Regions from separate parts of the Gossypium arboreum genome. Here region 1 is linked to region 2. The links are chromatin contacts, called in public Hi-C maps. All regions are on one chromosome and are shown on one strand. Each heading gives the region's core, a stretch centred on a gene start, on an enhancer-like site or on the middle of the called end of the contact. The rest is flanking DNA. Distances are from core to core; before and after follow the strand shown. Region 1 holds the start of LOC108456871 (heavy metal-associated isoprenylated plant protein 32). Region 2 has its middle 52 kb from the start of LOC128280652.

Region 1 (3,854 bases), core at 1,342-3,841, 830 kb before region 2:
CTTACCCTTTTCGATCCCTCCAAAACTAAATTAAAATCTCTAGCAATCAACCACAGCTTCAAAATCGAATCTGCCATGTAATTCTAAGTATACTAAAGTTCCTTCATCATCATTTGTTATGGGTTAACATATATTGCTGAACAGAGAAAACTAGAGGAATCTTACACATTGCTAACTTTCATATGAACCATTTAGGGATGCATAACCAATATGTTAATTAGAACCGTTTCATTCCAAATAATCCAAATCCTCCCAGCAAAACCATTTGCTTTAATCTGAAACAACTAAGCCACTCTAATTCGAGAAACAATCCTATTCGCCTGACTTCCACTTGTCCAAGTTTGTGCTTGTTAAATTATCAGATAAAATAATTGATATAATTATTATATGATAACAATTTTCATATTAACATCATTATTTATTAAATTTTTTATATGCCACTGTCAGTGGAAGCCAATCAGTAAGCATGCATCATCTTTTATTTGGAATAAAAATAAGCACACTTTTAAAAAAACAAACGCCATTTTCATTGGAGGGTTTTTTTTTCCACGGGTGAGAGTTGCTAAATGGATTGCACCATAAGTTACCTAAATATGAAAGTAACGCAATGAGAAAGAATAATCTCTTGATCTTCCATCTCACCATCGCAAATTTTTATCCAAAGGCACCCTTAGTCTAAGGAACAAGGCCATTATTAGTAAGGTTTTTTTTTTTTTTATCACCTAACTATGGAAAGTAATAAAATGGGCACTCAACTTATTGGATTTGCCTTTTTTTTTTTTTGTCACCAATTGTTAACTGACTAATAGGAAAATGATGTAACAACTTTTAAAATTGGTATAATAACAATTTTAGTCGTCAATGTTTATATATTATGTCAATTTGGTAATGATTCTTAAAAAGTAGCCTTAATATTTACAATTTGTCAATATTCTAAAAAATTAGAAAGAGTATAAAAATATCTCACACGTAAGTTTCCTTTTTTCCTATTTTTTTTTCTTTTGCCTATTCATTTCTTATTCCTTTGCAGAACAAAACAAAGCTAATCCCTTCTTCTCCATACCCTAGCCACTACTTGGAATCACCATAATTCAGGTCACTTTTGGCCAATTGAAGGTGTCGACTTGCTACCTTTTCGTTGCTTTCTTCCAATTACTGAATGGTTTAAGATGAAATCAACCAAATCAAATCCCAAGTATCTTCTTTTGGTTGTTGAATCATCACCAGACTTCGATTGACGCTTCTCCTCATCCAAGCCTCCTTTTACCGTTCAAATTAAATGATTGATGCTCCAAACTCCATGAACTAGCCTTGATTGAAACTTCTTGTTTTTTTTTTTTGTTTTTCTTTTCTTTTCTCAGTTTTAATATAAATTTAGTTTAGTTAGTTTTGGTAGACATCTTGGACGACAACGGAGTTCATGCGCATCCTACAAGTGATTGAGACAAGGAGACCAATCAAATATAGGAGGGTTGAAAAAAAATTCTCTTACTTTGACTATAGGATGTGGTGTGATTGTTGTAGGCCTGAGATGTATACTACTATCTGTATTATGTTTAAGTGTTTCAATTCTTTGAAAAAGCATTAATCTATTTTATACTTTCATAAATATTGATAATTGCAAATTTTATTTCTTTTCAACATAGTTGTTCTCTTTAATGGAGTGGGAAATTTTCAATTTAGGAAAAAAAATGAATGAGAAATTGAATATGTGCTTGATTGAATCAGAAGAAATCCAATAATGGTTTGATCGAGTAGCAAGAATTTTAGGGTTGTGTTTATTTTTTGATGAGGGGTTTTCCAAGACTTCGATTTTTATAAATCAAGAAATATTGTTAGAGTACACTTTAGTTGAACTTTTATTGAGAAAAAAAAGAATAAAATTTATATGGGTTTAATATGTGCTTGTTTGAAGGTTGTAAAATGGATACACCAAGGCAATCCAATCATATGATATATGGTAAGTTCTTTTTGTTGGATCGATTGTTAAATTTATTAGGCTGGCATGTACAAACTCAAGCTTTCGACCAATTTCTTTTTCCTAATTTTGAATTTAATTTAAATAATAAAAATATGTAAATATGAATATAAAACAAAATTTTTTATTTTCATTAGACTAAACTTAAGTTAGATTTAAACATAAAAAATATAATAATTTAGATAATGTTGGAATCTCTTTCATCAACTTATTTCGTGTCGCTATTAACTGCTATATATATCATTAGTCGTTATTTTGATGTAAAATTAAATTTTAAGGCTGAATTAATTTATAAATTTATAATTCAAAGAGCTTAATTAAAAATAAGAAAATAATTAAAATAAAATCGAATCTAAGGAGGATAGGGAAGCGTATGGCAATGCCATCTAGTGTCATTATTGTATTGTATTATAAGAGAGTAAAAAATCTGACAAGGAGTTCATTCACATCTGTGATCTTTGTACATTCCATTTATTATTTTGGACCCACCAAAATCCAATCCCCCTCTTACGGTGAAATTTGTGAAATCACCAAAAGCCTCAAATTTCTTTATTTATTTATTTTCTTCTTCATACAAAGCCAATACCAAAGCCAAAAGCCAAAGCTCAAGCCAAGCCTAAGCCACCATTTGGCTCTAATACACATTTTACCAAAAAAAAAAAAATCACTCTATTCTTCTTTCTGGTAAAATTTCAATATATATATATAAATATATCAATAAATAAAGATCCAAAAGATAGAGTGAAGCTTTGCTTTGCTTTGCCTGCTGTTGCCATTGCCATTGCCGGCACTCTCTCTTTCTTTGCTTTTAGCAGAGTCTTTGCTTTGCTTATTAACATCTATTCTCTTTCTTCTTCTTCTCCTTCTCCGGCTCTCATTCTCTCTTCTTCTTCTTCTTCTGTTAAACAAACCCAAAAACTAAGTCTGTTGGGATTTGTTGTAAATTTCTATCATTTCTTCTGTTTTTTTTCTTCAGATCTGTTACCAACCCTTTTTTTTCCCTCTTTCATTCTCCTTGTTGTTGTATGTGTATTTGAGATTAGAAAAGAAGAAAAAAAAATGAGTAAAGAAGAGTTTATGAAGATCCAAGTATTTTCTCTCTCTTTTTTGTTTCTCTAGTGTTTTTTGTTAAAGATTATACCTTTACTTCGTTTCTACTCAAAAAATCTTTTTTTTTTTGCTTGTTTGCAGACTTGTGTCCTCAAAGTTAACATACACTGTGATGGATGTAAGCACAAAGTGAAGAAAATCTTACAAAAGATTGAAGGTATTTCTTCTTTTTTTTGGACATTAATTTGTTTTTCATGTTTCAGACTTTAAAGTTGAGTTTTTTGGGGTTTTATTTTTGTTTTGTCAGGGGTTTTTAAGACCACCATAGATTCTGAGCAAGGTAAGGTAACAGTGTTGGGAAATGTAGATCCTAATGTTCTAATAAGAAAGCTTGCAAAATCAGGGAAGCATGCAGAGCCTTGGGGTTCTGCAAAAGCTAACAACAATCAAGCTCATCTTGCCAACCAGTTCAAGAACATGCAGATGCTTGATAATGGCAACAAAGGTGGAAACAACAACAACAAGAACAACAACCAAAACAACAACAAGGGTGGTCAGAAAGGGAACAACAACAACAACAACCACAACAATAACCAGCCGAAAGGTGGTCAGCCGACACCTCAACAGTTGCACCAGCATCTTCAACAGCTTCAACAAATGAAAGGGTTACAAGATCTGAAGCTGCCTCAGTTGAAGGACATGAAAATGGGTCCTAATCCCAACCAACTCCAAAACAACAAAGCTGTGAAGTTTGCTGAAGAGGAAGATTTCAGTGATGATGATTATGATGATGATGACTTGGATGATGATTGTGATCTTGATGATG
Region 2 (4,232 bases), core at 1,435-3,934:
AAACATTTATCTATTCCTTTTTTCCTTTTGCAGCATAGAATGTTTATATCTTCACCATCTTCAAAGCTGTGAAGAAATATTGAAAACATCTCTCAAGTATGAATTTTAATTATTTTATCTATAAAACTTTCAAACTTATTAAATATGATAAATGTTTAATATTTCCTCTCTTTTTTTTTACTTTGTTATTAATTAATATAACATTCTTAGAAAATTTGTAAATAAATATAAGAATAATTAATGATTATAAAAGTTGTGTTCTCATATCATATTAATAAAAGTTCATAAGTGTTAGAAAACACTTTAAAAATCATTAAAAGTGACTTTTATAATTATAATTATAATTATTATGATTTACAATAAGTTGTGCGAATTTTAAAAAAATTTACGACCGCGATACCCGCAGTGACCGCAGTAGCATCCGTTATGTCCGCAACCACGATAAATGCAACGCGATCGAAAATGCAGCCGCGACCGCAATTTAAATCCCTGATGTCGATTGAGGTTTACTTCAATCTTACTTCTTGAAAGTGTTTTTTATCCAAATTTGTCCCAAAAGCACTTTTGAAAAACTTAAAAGTATTATGTTTAACAATACTTTCATCAATGCTAAACTGATCCTAAGTTTTAGCTCAATTAGTATGGCTATTGTTGTCAATGCAGGAGGACGTGAGTTTGAGTGCATTAAAGTGCATTATCTTCTTATTTATAGATTTAAAAAAAGCTATAAATAGTGATTAGAATCTATAATGAGTAATTATGTAAGAAATTAAAATTTTATAAAATCTAAAAGAAAGAACCTTCCAAGCCCTTTCACTTTCTAAAAAAATTCTCTCTTTTCAAGCCAATCACACCAATAAAAATTGTTAAATTTTGGACATATTTTACTTCAGCCATTTTAAATAGGTAAATATGTAAACAGGCTACCATCAAACAAAAAAACCAAAAGAATTATTGATTTATTGTTCCACGTTGCATTAAAATATAGTAAATTTCTGAAGTGAAAATAAATTAAAAACAAAAAAATTTACCATATTCTAATCAATTAAAAGTTCAAGATAAAGAAAATTTAGGTTAACAAATCATGGAACTCTAAATTATTATATAAATAAAAATAGGCAAAAAAAATTATCAGCACTTCCCAATAAGTAACTCAAAAATTAACATCGGAATTAAAAAAATAATAATTACCTGACAGGTTTCAAGCAATGGCGACGACTTGTTGTTTCAGAGGCTCAAGGATGTGGTTTGATTTTTTGCCAGTCTCTATTTTCTTTACATGGATATACATGTACGTTGATGTCAATGTAAAAAAAAAAAAAAACATTTTCATTTCATTTGTCTGCTATGGGTTGAAGTGATAGAGCACAACGCTTGAACGGTGGTCCTGTTTTCGACCGGAGAGGATGTCGGCATGGTGGTTCAAGAGGCGGAAATGGGCTTGAAAACAGAAAGGTTGGTTTTTTTAGAAAGTTAAAAGGTTTGAAAGGTTGTTTTAGAATTTTATGAAATTTTCAAATTTTTTACGTAATTATAGTTTTAAAATATTTTTATAATTTCAAAATAAAATAACAAAAAATTTCAGAGTTTTTAAAAGAATTTTTGATATTTTAATAATTTTGAAATTTAACCTAACTCAACATAGGGTTAATTTTTTTAAGGATTTTATGATTTTTATTACAAATTATAATTTAAAAAATAAATTTTATAGTTTTAGAAAATAAATAAAAATTTCTGAATTTTAAATAATTTTAAAATTTTAGATAATTATTTTTCAAAATTATGATTAAAAATGTTATAAAGATAAAATAAAATATTTTAATTATAGTTCATAGTTTAAGTTACATATTAACCTTTAAACTAGCAGGTCAGGTTATTTTTGAATTAAATTTATGATGGTTATAATCTTAACGAAGAAATAATCAAAATATTATAATTCGATAAGATTAAGAATGAAAACGAAATTTTAACAAAAATTTAGTGAGTTTAGCCATAAATTAGGTTGTGTGGTTTTTTGAGGGGTCATCAGTTAGGTTGTTGATTATGTAATCCTCAATCTAATCTAATAGATTCCTTGAAGCAAATAAACAAAGAGAGTTGTTAGCCGTAACATTTGAGCCGAGCCGAGCCGAGCCATTTCATGAAAACGGTGAAAGGCGTTGCGAAAATAATAAAAATAAAAATAAAGGAGAAGATTGGGAGAGAAGGGTGAAGAAAAAAGATAACGGAAGCTTGTAAACGGCGAAATTTGTCGGTTAGCCTGTGAGAAGAGCGCGGGAATCTTTTTCCATATATTTTTTATTTTTTGTATTATTATTAAGGGAAGTACGGATGGTGTTTAAAATAAGAAAAAGGTTAAGATGTGGGTCCCACAAAAGAAATCCAGACGCCTCCACGCTTCATTATTACTACTACTTCCTCCTTATCTCCCTGAATTTAAGTTAAGGGAACAATTAATTTAGCTTTTTTATTTTAACAAATTTTATATTTCAATTTACATGAATAAATTTTTAATAAATCCTATAAAATTTTAAAAATGTATAAATTAATTATGTTTTACTCATAGTGAAAAATTAAATTTATATTGATGTAAGTGATTTCAACTTATCATTATAAAAATTAAGGTATAAGAAAATAAAGAAAAGGTGAACTCTAGGATTGAACTCAACCCTTGTTGGCATACTAATGTTATCAAGGCAAGATAATTAAATTGAATCTCAAATCAACAGTAACTATGCGTATTTATAATTATCAATAGACGGTTTAGAAAAATGATATTTTTTATTTTAAAATTACAATTATTGAAAAGTTTCACTTAAATATTATTTTTGACTCCAACAAAATTAATCTCTCACTATAATATAAACTAAAAATCCCTATTTATACAAAATAAAAATAAAAATAAAAATAAAATCACATGTCTATGATTAACGAAACAAAAAAAGAAATAAGGTGGGTAATTCCCTTGTCTGGGTAGTATGAGTGAGGTTGCCACTTCACATGCTCAAAATTAACTTTTTAGCTTTTTTTAATTATTTCTTTTCTTTAACTTATTGGATGTTACTATTATTAGGGGTTTGAAGATATGACATTATTAGATATCATGTAATTATATGACGTAAATATTATAAAAATTATTAAAATATAACATAAAATACTATGATAGTAATTATAGTGAGAATTTTTAAGATGAGCATCAAAATGATTTTAATCATTAGATAAAAACGATTCTAAGCTTAAGATTTTGTATTTATTTTACCGTATTAAAATAACCAACAATACTCAATCTTTCTCTTCTTTTTTTTCTTTTTACCGTGTAATTGAAGTTTAAGGGTGAAATATTTCTGGATAATGTTTACTTTTAGATTTTGTTATAGAAAAAATTGGAATGGAAAGTAAGATATTAAGATTATTAAGATTAAACAATTTGGGTATTAGGTGTAAGAGCTCAATTTTGCCCGGGCCCAATAATAAAACAACAGCAAAAAATAACAGTTCATTTACAAGGCCCGAGAGTCCAAAAAAATTATTACAAGCCCAAATACAAAGAGAGGCCCAATGGCCTAAAATCCTAATCTTTCAACAGAAACCCTAGTTGCCCTAGCCCCCTGCTGCGTCATTTCCCAACATGTCAGCTAACGCGAGGCCCAAAACCTTTCCCCTTGCACCAAAACGGCAGCAGCAACCTCGTTGACTTCCACTGCCCCTGCAAGAAACACAAAAAAGGATAAGAAACAGAAACAAGAAATAAAAAAAAGCATATATTGTAATATTATTTCGGTTATAAAAACTGATCTTTGTAACATGAAAAGGGGGATCAAATACATTGAAATAAAAAAAATCAGAAGAATCGAAATAAAAATACCACAAAGTTCAAAAAGGTAACATTTTATTGTTTATTATTATTATTTTATTTTGATTTTTCTCTTTTCAAAACAAAAAATAAAAAAGGGGAGAAACTTTACCTATTTTGCTCCGTCACCAGAGGTCCCTCCGACTCGGGAAGCCTCGGACCCCTTAGGGTCCATGGAGGGCCTCGTCAGAGAGAGTAGAAACCGAAAGGTTTCTCTCATTTTTTGGGATTTTGGCTAAGTTTTCGGCGATTCTAACTCCAGATCGGAGATCTACGTGGAAAAGAATTCCAGGGAATTTTTTTGGCTACCTCCGATCACCGGAGGTGGCAATCTCCGTCGCCAGTGATTGGTGGCCACGACGGAGACTCGCTAGCCCAT

The links. A called contact is a pair of places that touch in the nucleus more often than the background predicts.
Region 1: a contact with region 2 is called in a Hi-C map of leaf, with 2.6 times the contacts expected there. The contact joins the promoter of LOC108456871 here to the enhancer-like site in region 2. A contact is called at or near these places in 2 of 5 Hi-C or Micro-C datasets (both in leaf).

The regions. Positions count from the first base shown.
Region 1 is chr9:54,201,176-54,205,029 of ASM2569848v2, reverse strand. LOC108456871 (heavy metal-associated isoprenylated plant protein 32) reads left to right here and starts at 2,591. Exons shown (of 3, transcript XM_017755599.2): 1 at 2,591-3,067; 2 at 3,170-3,245; 3 at 3,336-3,854. The coding sequence starts at 3,038.
Region 2 is chr9:53,373,928-53,378,159 of ASM2569848v2, reverse strand. No RefSeq gene overlaps it. Among protein-coding and RNA genes, the nearest start is that of LOC128280652, 52 kb to the right of the region's middle. Within about 2 kb of position 2,684, at least 2 of the 2 cell types and tissues checked have an H3K27ac peak or open chromatin away from gene starts, as enhancers often do. A contact at or near this core is called in leaf, where this site is marked.